2 separate regions of the Capra hircus genome follow, and region 2 is linked to region 1. Evidence: chromatin contacts called from public Hi-C data. All regions are on one chromosome and are shown on one strand. Each heading gives the region's core, a stretch centred on a gene start, on an enhancer-like site or on the middle of the called end of the contact. The rest is flanking DNA. Distances are from core to core; before and after follow the strand shown. Region 1 overlaps PKIG (cAMP-dependent protein kinase inhibitor gamma). Region 2 holds the start of ADA (adenosine deaminase).

Region 1 (6,319 bases), core at 2,852-5,351:
CAATAAATAGGGCAGGGGGTCATATCTTTAAAGTTAGTGACTGTGTGTAAGTGGCTGGTTTCTGAGCCTGCTCTGCCTTGTACATCTTATTGTTACAGCTCCTAGCACCCAAGCTTTCCAAAGATTCTTCAAGTTTTAAAAGATTCCTATACAGAATCGGTCCCTAAAATCTCTCCTCTCTCATCATGTGTATGGGCCATGACACCTTCCATCAGGAACAGAGGCTGATATGGGCAGTGGTCATTGACTACAAAACACTCACCCATCCCCATCTGGGGCACTGTCAGAATCCCCAGGGGAGGCAGGAGGGATAGTTTGAAGCTGTGGTTCACCAGTGATTTGGGATTTCTGGTATATGCGCCCCTGCCCCTCCTCCCTGGTTAAGAATTACAGGTGTTTGAGTCAACCTCCCTAACTACACCTTGACTGTCCCTCCAGAGCCCCTGGTGTCTCTCTGCTTTTGTATCTGTGGCACCTAGTCCCAAGCCTGGTACACGCTGAGTGATCAGTAATATTTCATTACCTGAATAGGTGAAGGAATCCATATTATAGAGATAATATCTTGCTTCTTTTCATTTTCCACCATGGCTTTGGGGCATGTTTTCTGTAGACTTTTAGAGGTACTGTAGAGGGACCCCAAGCTGGAAGTCACATTAGAACTCACCCTGTTTATCCACTGCCACATAACACTCCACTGCCAACATTCAGTGGTTTAAAACGGCAGCAGTGACGTGTTACCTTTCATGCTTTTTCCTGTGGGTCAGGAATTTGGGGACTGCCCAGCTGGACAGTTCTGGCTTGAATCTCCCATGCAGTTGCAGGTAGTGGCTGGTGTCGGGGCCTCGAGGAGTCGGCTTGGGGCCGCCTGCTGTATCTCCCTCCATGGCCAACCTAGGACCTTTCCATGTGACTGGTTTGGGCATCCCCAAAACGTGGCAGCCTCAGATTTCCTACACGCAGCTCAAAGCTCCCAAGACAAGTGTCCCAAGAGGGAGCCAGATGGCAGCTGTGACGCTTTTTCTAACCCCATCTTGGAAGTCACGTCATCACTTGTGTTTTGTTAGTTAGAGGCAAGTCACGACAACCAGCTCATTCACAAGGATACAAATTACACTCCACCTCTTGACAAGAAAAATGTCAAAGAACTTGCAGATATGTTTCAAAACCACCACAGGGATACCCAGCTTACCCCTTCCTTCTACACTTGAGACCCCCGAGGTTGGAGAGACAAGAACCTTGCCCAGAGGCACCCAGCCTGGCCTCAGCAGAGCTGGAGCTCAGTCCAGCCTGCTGGGAAGTGATCTCACTTCACCTTCCGGTCCTCCTTCCACGTTCCAGCTGGGATTGCTGGCCTCTGGGAACTTTGCATTTTAGCAGAGCCCTCACCAAGTATAGATAACATGTAAACCACAGGAGAGCCGGGGAGACTCAGTCTCCAAGCAGTAATATTGTTGGGCTATATTCTGCTTCTTTCCCAAGGCTCCACAGAAGCACAGACTCCCGTGGTTTGAAGAGCTTGTATCACCATCCCAAACGCCCAACCCCAGGCCTCCATGAAGTGCTAACGCTGCCTAGCCACAGGGGGAGACACAGCGGCAGAGTGGGCGAGGGTTTTTTAAATGTCTACCCCCAATACTTGTTTCACCAAAGTTATATGACAAAAATTAGAATTTGTTGTGGCAGAGTTCAGAGAATCAACCCAACGTCACCGGATAGATTCATAAGATCTTACATTTACAGTCAAACGTCCTCAACAGAATTTTGCTTAAGCCTGGGTAAAGTGCATCTGGGTATATGCTTTCGCCAGCATTGCAAAATGCTTTCCTAGGACTTCATTGCTTTCTTTTCCTTCCTTCAGAAATGCCTTGTTATGAGGTGGGGGATAGAGGAGGAAAAAGGGGAGAAAGGGGAGTGGGCAGTTTTCAGTGACTCCTGCCTGCCTGCCAGGCCTGGTGCTAACTGATTGCTGTGCTTCCTGTACCAATAGTACAGGCTCCCTCCTCCTCCACACTCAGTGGATGATATGACCTTGGGCAAGTACTTAGCCTCTCAGTACTTCAGCTTCCTCCTGCGTAGGACAGAAGTAGTAATGCTTCCTACTCCAGAGAGTTGCTGTAAGATGAAGTGAGATGCCTGTAAGATGCTTAGCAGTGTGGCAGGCAGTCAGGACTCCATAACTGCTGGCTCTGATTATTCCCTACGAGCTCCTTTCCAGGCAGTTGGCACACCTCCATTTTACAGAAGAGGATTCTGTGGCCACTGAGGTGTGCAGCTCTAGGGACAGCAGCTGAGCGACCCCAGGCCCTCACTGTGTTACTGTATCATGCAGGATTCCAGGTGTTCAGCCCACATGCAGCTGGGTGAGCACGGGAACTCACGGCCTGCAGGGCCCCGTGTCGGGGTCCCAGAGCAGGAGCGTCTAAAAAGACAGGGTTAGAAATCCATTTAAGAGGCTCTATAAAAAGAAAAGTGACAGAGAACATTCCAGGCAGAGCACACAGTCTCATGAAGGCCCTGAAGTCCGGAAGAGCTAGTATGAGGAATTAAAGACCCAAATGGGCCGAGAAGAAGGTGGAAATGAGACAAAAGCTCACAGAAGAAGGCGGGCCCAGGTCAGTGCGGGATGTCAGGGGCTGGTGTAGAGAGCTTGGACTTGGCCAGATGTGAAATGCTAGAGCATCCAAGGCCGAATGAAGCAGGGGAACCACAGGACCCAGTGTCTGAGGCACGAACCTTGCCCTGGCCCTCGTGGAGAGCGCAGACCTTAGGTCGGGGACAAGTGGGGAGCAGGGAGGTGGTGAGGCGATGCCACGGCTAGGGGCACAAGTGAGCAGCGATGGAGACCAGGAGCTGGAGGGGAGAGGGGGCCCGTTCAGGCTCAGTTCTGCAAGTAGAAGCGTGGGGACCCGGTGACAGACCGGACGGGGAGTGAAGACGGAGAATACTCCATTCCCCTGGGATGACCCCAGGGTTCCAACTTGAGCAGCCTCGGCATCTGGTTCCGTCACTGACCTGGGGGCTGCTGAGGGGAGCAGGCTTGTGACTGGACACGTGAAGTCGGAAATGCTGGTGAGACGTTCAAGGGGAGGGCGGAGTAGGCGGCTAGACTGCCCATTCTAGAGCTCTGAAGAGAGGCCTGGGGAGCCATCCACGCAGACTGTAAGGGCAAGGGTGAGAGCCCCCAGGGGGCACATAGAGAAGAGGGCCTGGGCCTGGTGCTAGGGTGGGGGCCTCTCACACGAAGGTCCCTGACAGGGGAGGCGCCTGCATGGACGAGGTTAAGAAGTGGCCCGTCAGGCTGGAGGAGGCCCAGAGAGTGTGGGGTCTGCAGGCCCCCAGCGGGAGAGTGGTCTGAGGAGAAGGGCGTCCATGGAGACCTCGTGTGACTCAGCACCGCCCCGCTTCCCTCCCAAAGCAGTCTCTCCACCACCTGCCCTCCCTGCCGCGTGGTTCTAGCCCCCTGGGTGTGGAGGCCAAGGCCCTGCCCAGCTGCCTCCAAAGGATGCCTCTTTGTGGGCGTCAGGTGCCGCCCTGGTAGGAGCCGGGTCCTCTCTGGAGACTCCGCCCTGGGTGTGTCCCTCAGGAACTAGGTAGAGCTTGGGGTGTGTTCCCAGAACCGCTGCTCTGCCTTTTCCCAGGTTCTGCGAGTGCTCCCAGTCTGGGGCCCGGGCCTTTTTATCTTCCCCGCCTCAGTGCCTCTCTGGGTCTGGCTTCGCATCACATAGAAAAGCCGCTTCCTCTGAATTTGAGGAATGCCAGCTCGGCAGGCCCTGGTATTTCCATCAGGTTTCCACAGCCCTTGCTTTCCCTCAGAGGAGCCTTAGAAAGCATGTTCCCCACCCCTGAGGAGGCCTGTCCCAGGGGACCAAGTCCCACTGTCTGCTCCGTGTCCATTGCCGAAGGCTCTGCTTTCTTATTTGTACCGTTTCTGCAAATACTTAATTTTTTAAAAAGAAAAAAAACAGGAAATGACCTTTCTGGTATATTTGGAAAACAATTTGGCGCTGTCATGGAATCTGCCTGAGCTATGAGGACTAATAGCTTCAGACTTGGAACAGACTGTGTAGCTCTTGGCAAAAGCTGGGGCCTCTTCAGTTTACAGAGCTGGGGGAGAACACCAACCAAAGGGAGAAGACAGCTTCCCGTGGGGAAACCAGACGGCGCCCAGGGCAAGCACCTGCGAGAGCACTGCCTCTGACGCCAAGGGTCTGGGAAGCTGAGCCCAAAGCCTCTTCCCTTTCAGGGCCAAACGCTTCACCCCGAGGAAGGCCCCCAAACCTCCTGAAGATGGGGAGGAGCAGAAGAGCATCAGGCTTGAGCACCGCTCAGGGCTCAAGCTGAGATAGAAGACGGTAGATCGCTTATTCCCAGATTGGCTGTTGACTCTACCTAGATCACCCTCTGTCTGACTTTCCTGGGGACCTCAGCGCAGGCTCACATCCTTAAGGAGGCCTTCCCTGACCATACAGTGTTGAACTGAACCACCCCGACACAGAGAAACCTGTTCTCTTCCTCCACAACACTTACCACAGTCCCTGATGATAGAGTCGTTTATTTGTTAATGGCCCTCTCTCTTTTATTAATTGAGGTATAGTTGAGTTAGGGTTTCAGGTGTAGAGCAGAGTGATTCAGTCTCATATATATATATCTGTCTATCTTCAGTCTCATATATATACACACACATATGTATTCTTTTTCAGATTCTTTCCCATTATAGGATATTACAGGATATTGAATATAGTTCTTTGTCTAATATAGTAGATCCTTGTTGGTTATCTATTATATGTATAGTATAGTATGTACCTGTTAATTCCAAATTCCAAACTTATTCCTCCCTCCCTGTTTCCCTTTGGAAACCATAAGTCTGTTTTCTATGTCTGTGAGTGTCTATGTGTCTACTTCTGCCTTATAAATAAGCTTATTTGTATCATTAGTTTAGGTTCCACATATAAGTGATATCGTATTTGTCTTTCTCTGCCTGACTTACTTCACTTAGTGTGACAATCTCTAGGTTCATCCATGTTGCTGCAGATGGCATTATTTTGTTCTTTTTTATGGCTGAGAAATATTCCATTATATATATATATATATGTATATGTAAACACCACAACTTCATCTGTTGATGGACATTTAGGTTGCTTCCATGTCTTGGCTATTGTAAATAGTGCTGCTATGAACTTTAGGGTGCATGTATCTTCAAATTAGAAGTTTCTCCAGGTACATGCCCAGGAGTCATATGGCAACTCCATAGTGTTCTCCAAGCTGTATCAATTTGCATTCACAGTAACAGAGGAGGGGGGTTCCCTTTTCTCCACACCCTCTCCGTTATTTATTATTTGTAGGCTTTTTGATGATGGCCATTCTGATCCATGTGAGGTGACATCTCATTGTAGTTTTGATTTCCGGTGGCTTTTTCTGTTATCACATAGTAAATATCTGTTTGGCTCCAATGCAAACCCCATACCTGGCATAGTGCCTGGCATATAGAAAGTACTCAGTAAACACGGAATGAATGAGTGAATGAAATTTCAGGACTGGAAGACATGTAGGGATCATGTTTCAACCTGATTATTCTGATGGGGGGAAAGGAAGCTGGGAGAGAGGGAAGGTCCCTGGGTGGGGAGAAGGGTGGTCACCTGCTGTAAGGAGCCTGAGCCAGACCTCTGGCCCCTGTTAAAAGGCAAAGCTGCATAGTCTTTGCTCTGCCCTGGAATCTAGACCGTCTTCTATTATTCACTCACTTATGAAATATTCACTGAGCTTCACCTCTGTGCTAGGCCTATCAGATGCGGCAGTCCACATGTCAGCCAGGGCGCCGCTTTTGTGGAACTTAATTCACTCAGCACCGTAAAGTACAGAAGCAGGAAGCGTGAGGTTCGGCCTTCTGTGCATCGCTAAACAGAGAGTAAAACAAAGAAGCTGACAGAAAGCGCCATAGGACAGTGTTACTGATAAGTCACCCAGTGAGAATGGACCGTAGTAATGACTTATTGTGAGCTTCTTCCGTTGCACACATCTTACCGGACTCTGTTTGAGCACACTGTCCCATTGACTTCACAGCAGCCCCCTAAGCAGAAGGTTTTTACTATTATCTCCACGTGGCTGAGGAGGAAACTGGGATCCTGAGAAATGGAGGCAGTTGTCCAAGGTCTCTGAGCTCATAAACAGGGACGTGGGCTGCACGCCAGCACTGGATGCCTCCTGGCAACCACACGCCCCCGAGAGATGGGTCATATCGCTGGGGACTCCAACCCCCAGGGGTGCAGCAAGGCATGGGAGAAAGACCTCTGGACTAGGAGGTCAGACAGCTAGATCCAGA
Region 2 (6,319 bases), core at 2,465-4,964, 65 kb after region 1:
CTGTGCAACTGAAATGCAGCCCCAAGGCAATAAGCTCCGTGATTAAGGGCACTGGCTTTAGCCGTGATCCAAACTTAACTTTGAGTCCCAGACCCACCACCGCTTGGCCGAGTGAACACCTTGGGCAACATTCTCCTCTGTCAGCCCCAGTTTCCTTATCTGCTAGATGAAGACAATAGTACCCACCTCAAAGGATTGCGTGAGGATGAAATGAGATCCTGGTTGTAAAGTGCTTGTCATATCTTAGGTGTCTGATGAGTTTGGGCCTCTTCTCTGCCTGAATCCGCACCATTATCTTTTAGAGCTTCAGTTCCTTCGTATATGAAATGGGAATAGTAAATCCTCATTACAATCATAGGAACTTCACACGGCTTGAATCCACTCAATGTTCCCGCTAGACAAATACAAGGTTCATTTGTCTTTTCCACTAGGGACACAGGGATAAAAGGACTGTAGGGTAACAAATGCATCTAGGTAAAGGACACACACTCGGCTTCCTTAAGCACGAAGGGGGCCAGGAATGGGCCAGAAGAGCAGAGGGCGGCACCTAGAACTGGTTATTTGGAGCCTCTGGCATCCTACTGCTCCCTGGGGCTCCCTCTGGGAGGAGAGGCGTCTAGTTGGCAGCAAAGAGACACTGTCAATGGGAAAGGCATCATGGCTGCCCACCCCGCAGCCCACCCCAGGCCCAGCTGGCTCAGGAAGGCGAGGTCAGCCATCACCAGATATCTGACCCCACGGAGGCCCCGCCAGTCTCAGCTGGTCCGCGCTGCAGGCCTGGCCACATCTGGTGGCAATGATCTCAGAGCAACAATCTGTGGACACCAGACATGAGCAGCCTGGGGCAAAGTGGGGGCCAGCCTGCCAATGCAGTCCCTCCTCCCCTGACCCCACCCCTCCTGATCATCCATCAGGAAGCTGGGCCCCCAGCTCTCAGCCCATTATAATAACCACCATTCTCCCCCTCACGGTTCACCACACAGGCTCCACTGTGGGCCTCAGCAGGCCCTCCTAAAGTCCTGCAAGGGAGGGATGGGGAGGGCAGAGAGAGAGTCTGGGCAGATGCCCAACTCCACTTTATAGGCAAGGAAACCGGGGCCCAGAGAGGGCCAGTTTATCTGTCTGCCTCCCACTGGACTATGAGCAACTTGAAATGAAGGATTAGGTCCTGTCATTCTGTCACTCATTCCAGGCAGAGGAAATAGCGAATGCAAAGGTCCTGGGGCAGGAATGCATTTGGTACCTTAGAGAATGATCTCAGTCAGCAAATGAGAATTACAGGAGATGAGCTGGTGAAGTGAGTGCTGGCCAGACCATGAAAGGCCTCATGCAACATGGAAGGGAGGCTGGCTTTTATTCCAGTTGCCAAGGAAATCCCTGGAAGGTGTCTACTCTGAGAACAGACACGGAGAAGACAACAGCCAGTCAGACAGGTCTGTTCTCATCTTCTGGTGTCAAATGTGAGAATCAGGCAGTTAAATGTCCAGTCACAGAGTGTGACCCATGCCATGCTGGGGACCCAGGGGGGTGGCGAGAGAACCTGGGGCCCTGCCCCAAAGTGGCCAAGAGTGCTTCCCAGGAAAAGGCATTTCTGCTGAGACCTGATGGCTGATCCAGAGTCAGCTGGTTTGAAAGAGCTGCAGGAAAGGACAGGAAAGGACATTGCAGGCAGAGGGGGAAGTAAGTACAAATGCCTGAAATGAGGGAAAGCCTGGGGCTTTAGGGGACATTGTGGACAATTCTGAAAGAGATGGGAATACCAGACCACCTGACCTGCCTCTTGAGAAATCTGTATGCAGGTCAGGAAGCAACAGTTAGAAGTGGACATGGAACAACAGACTGGTTCCAAAGAGGAAAAGGAGTACGTCAAGGCTGTATATTGTCACCCTGCTTATTTAACTTAAATGCAGAGTATATCATGAGAAACGCTGGACTGGAAGAAGAACAAGCTGTAATCAAGATTGCCGGGAGAAATATCAATCACCTCAGATATGCAGATGACACCACCCTTATGGCAGAAAGTGAAGAGGAGCTAAAAAGGCTCTTGATGAAAGTGAAAGAGGAGAGTGAAAAAGTTGGCTTAAAGCTCAACATTCAGAAAATCAAGATCATGGCATCCGGTCCCATCACTTAATGGGAAATAGATGGGGAAACAGTAGAAACAGTGTTAGACTTTATTTTGGGGGGCTCCAAAATCACTGCAGATGGTGACTGCAGCCATGAAATTAAAAGACGCTTACTCCTTGGAAGAAAAGTTATGACCAACCTAGATAGTATATTCAAAAGCAGAGACATTACTTTGCTGAATAAGGTCCGTCTAGTCAAGGCTATGGTTTTTCCTGTGGTCATGTATGGATGTGAGAGTTGGACTGTGAAAAAGGCTGAGAGCCAAAGAATTGATGCTTTTGAACTGTGGTGTTGGAGAAGACTCTTGAGAGTCCCTTGGACTGCAAGGAGATTCAACCAGTCCATTCTGAAGGAGATCAACCCTGGGATTTTTTTGGAAGGAATGATGTTAAAGCTGAAACTCCAGTACTTTGGCCACCTCATATGAAGAGTTGACTCATTGGCAAAGACTCTGATGCTGGGAGGGACTAGGGGCAGGAGGAGAAGGGGACGACAGAGGATGAGATGGCTGGATGGCATCACCAACTGATGGACGTGAGTCTGAGTGAACTCCGGGAGATGGTGATGGACAGGGAGGCCTGGCATGCTGGGACTCATGGGGTTTGAAAGAGTCGGACACGACTGAGCAACTGAACTGAACCAAACTGAAGAAGTTTAATGTGGCAACACGGCAGATGGCAAGCAGGGGTTGGCCTGGGTGCTGGTGAGGCATTGGGATGCCCAGCACACATCTGCTTCTCTCATTTGACCTTGACATATGAGCCTTGTCCTATGTCAGGAAGGAGTCTTCTACCACAGGACTTGACTTCTAAGGGCTACTTTGTATTATTCCATTGTGCATTCTGTTGTACAGTAACCAGTCCCCCGGCGTTGACCATTCAGACTCTCTCTAGCTTTTCCCTTTATAAACAATACTGTGATGAACATCTTTGTCTATATATCTTAGTACACACGTATTATTGTCTCAGTGTAGCAAAGCTGGAAGTCGTGGGGGCTGGCTAGGGCCCAGTCCTGGAGGTCTCTTGGGCAGCCCTTTGTTGAGTATCTGCTTAAAGGGCCATAAACCGAGAGATGCTGAGAGAAGGCTTCAGGGAGTGATAAAGAGCCTGACCGTGAACTCTGGCTGCCCAGGCCAGATAAAGACTAGGGAGGAGCCCCAGGCCTTGGGCCCCTCATGCCCTGTAAGGTGCATGCTTGTCCAGCTGGCCTGGTGCACCGGCTCCTGGCCCCTTCCAAGAAGCAGCAAAAATACTTAAGATGCAGGTCTGAAAAGTTAGCATGCCAGATGTGGGCTTCAGCCCTTTCGCTCCTCGGGGAGAAGGTCAAGTTTAGAATTCCTTCCTAACTGCAAGTCACCATGCCGGGGATGGGGTCTGTGATGAGATTGTATCTTAACCTGTCCTACCTGCTTCCACGTGGGCTTTTTCATGTTCTTCTGATGTGTAGGAGGCCCTCAGCTTTGTTTTAGAGGATTTTTCCCACAGGAAACAGTTCCATATGTAGCTGGAAATTCAGTGAGTCTGTGGAAGGAAGTGAATTCAGCATCCTCCCAGGCCGTCATCTTGCACCGGAACTGCAACAAAATACTGCAGGCTGAAAGTGAAAGTGAAGTCGCTCAGTCGTGTCTGACTCTTTGCAACCCCATGGACTGTAGCCTACCAGGCTTCTCTGTCCATGGGATTCTCCAGGCAAGAATACTGGAGTGGGTTACCATTTCCTTCTCCAGGGGATCTTCCCAACACTGGGGATCGAACCCAGGTCTCCTGCATTGGAGGCAGACGCTTTCACCTCTGAGCCATGGACCTAAAAATGAGCCTAGATTCAAACCACACTCTACCACTAAAGAGCTGAGTGACTCTGGGCCACTTACTCAAACACTCTGAATCTCAGCGTCCTCACTGGTACAATGGGGAACCAAGATGGTTGGGAAAGTTAAATGAGATTACCAAGCACTTGGCCCATAGGCCATGCTTTTAAATAAACAACGGTGTATATTTTCATTGTCATCTTGGGTCTCTACCCCTTAAAAAAAATATTATAGCAGTTCTGTTGAGATAAAATTTGCGTGCTATACAATTTACTCATTTAAAGTATGTAATTCAATGGTGTTTACTATGTTAATCACAATCAGTTTTGGAACTTTTTCATCATCCCTCCCTCAAAATATCCTGTACCCATGAGGAGTCACTCCCTAGCCAACCCCTCTCCCTGCTAATCTCCCCTCCTCCCAGCCTAAGGCAACCATCAATTTATTTTCTGTCTTTGTGGATTTGCCTATAAATGGAATCATACAAGATAGATCCTTGTACAAGGACTCCATACAAGATACATGGAGTCCTCTTGTGACTGGCCTGTTTCACTGAACAAAATGTTTTCAAGGTTCATTGATGGTGGAGCATACATCAGTACTTCATTCCTTTTTATTTCCGGGGAATTGTCTATGGTGCGGATAGACCGTATTTAATATATCCATGCATCACCTGATGGATATTCAGATTGTCTGCATCTTTTGGCTCTTGTGAAAATGCTGCTGTGAACATCTGTATGTGGACGTATGTTTTCATTTCTCTTGGGTATAGACCTAGGAGAGGAATTGCTGGGTCATATGGTAACTCTATTTTTAATCTTTTGAGGAACTGCCAGACTATTTCCCAAAGCAGCTGCACCATTTTATTTTCCCACCAGTAGTGTACAAGGGTTCTCATTTTTTCCACACCCAGACTGACAGTTGTTATTGTCTTTTTTAATATAGTCACCCTAGTGGGTGTATAGAGGTATCTCACTGTGGTTTTGACCTGCATTTTCTTGATGGTTGTTGTCTCATTTTTTCAATGGAATCCCCTTCATGCCCAGGGACAGATAAATCCTGGGACATCCCATTCCTAATATGGAAGCAATAACTCGCCACAAGGAAAGAAAACAATCTTACAGGTCTGTTATTAACCCACAACATTTCTTAAAAAAGTGGCTCTTCCCTAAATCAACTGACTGTTTTCCAGCTTCGGGGGCATTGGGACAATTCTGATTTTCTTCTATTATTTCTTTTTCTTAAATTTCTTTATTTTTAATTGAAGGATAATTGCTTTACAATATTGTATTGGTTTCTGCTAAACATCAACATGAATCAACCATAGGTATACATATGTCTCCTCCCTCTTGAACCTCTCTCCCCATCCCACACTTCTAGGTTATTAGAGAGCCCCGGTTTGAGTTCTGTGCGTCTATTATTTCTAATAATTATAAATTACCGGCTGTTCCATGGGAAATGCCCATAATAAGTGAACAAAAGCAGGATCAGAAATACTCAGTTTAATTGATATATGTACACTACCAAGTGTTAAATTGCTAGCAAGTGAGAAGCTGCTTATAGCACAGGAAGCTCAGCTTGGTGCTCTGTGATGACCTAGAGGGGTGGGATGGGGTGGCGGCGGGAGGGTCAACAGAGGGGGGATATATGTATACACATAGCTGATCCATGTTGTTGTACAGCAGAAAGCAACACAACATTTTAAAGCAATTATACTCCAATTTAAAAATAATAATTATAAAGGTACACTTAAAAGTACTCAGTTTAATCATCTAAGCTGAAAAAAATGTTTGTTAATCCATCCAAATATGCTTTAAGCACCATCCTGATGCTAAGGCTCATGTTATCTTATTTATGGACAAAGTCTGAAGAGGAATATCAAAACCAAAGCTACTATATGGGGGTAGAGAATTAAGAAGTACAAACTACTAGATATAAAAATAAGCCCCAAGGATATTCCCTGATAGCTCAATTGGTAAAGAATCTGCCTGCAATGCAGGAGACCCTGGTTTGATCCCTGGGTTGGGAAGATCCCCTAGAGAAGGGAAAGGCTACCCACTCCAGTATTCTGGCCTGGAGAATTTCATGGACTGTATAGTCCATGGGGTCACAAAGAGTTGGACACGACTGAGTGACTTTCACTTTCAAGGATATATTGTACAATATGGGGAATATAGACAGTGCTTTACAATAACTATAAATGGAGCATAACCTTTAAAAATTCTGAATTGTTATGGTGTACATCTGTAACTTATATAACATTGTACAGAAACCATACTTTAGTTAAAGACAGTAACATACTACTTGTGTTGAGGGTGACAGGAGTTCTGGCTGACAGATGTCCCACCCTCCCCCACCTCTATTTCCCAAAATAGAACACTGTTA

What was found. Hi-C and Micro-C count contacts between places; a contact is called where the count stands out from the background.
Region 2: a contact with region 1 is called in a Hi-C map of blood, with 4 times the contacts expected there. The contact joins the promoter of ADA here to the enhancer-like site in region 1. A contact is called at or near these places in 3 of 5 Hi-C or Micro-C datasets (all in blood).

What each region holds. Positions count from the first base shown.
Region 1 is chr13:72,548,775-72,555,093 of ARS1.2, forward strand. All of the region lies in intron 2 of PKIG (cAMP-dependent protein kinase inhibitor gamma), which reads left to right. Among named protein-coding and RNA genes, the nearest start is that of ADA, 66 kb to the right of the region's middle. Within about 2 kb of position 4,102, at least 2 of the 5 cell types and tissues checked have an H3K27ac peak or open chromatin away from gene starts, as enhancers often do.
Region 2 is chr13:72,613,854-72,620,172 of ARS1.2, forward strand. ADA (adenosine deaminase) reads right to left here and starts at 3,715. Exons shown (of 13, transcript XM_018057905.1): 1 at 3,533-3,715; 2 at 187-313. The coding sequence starts at 240.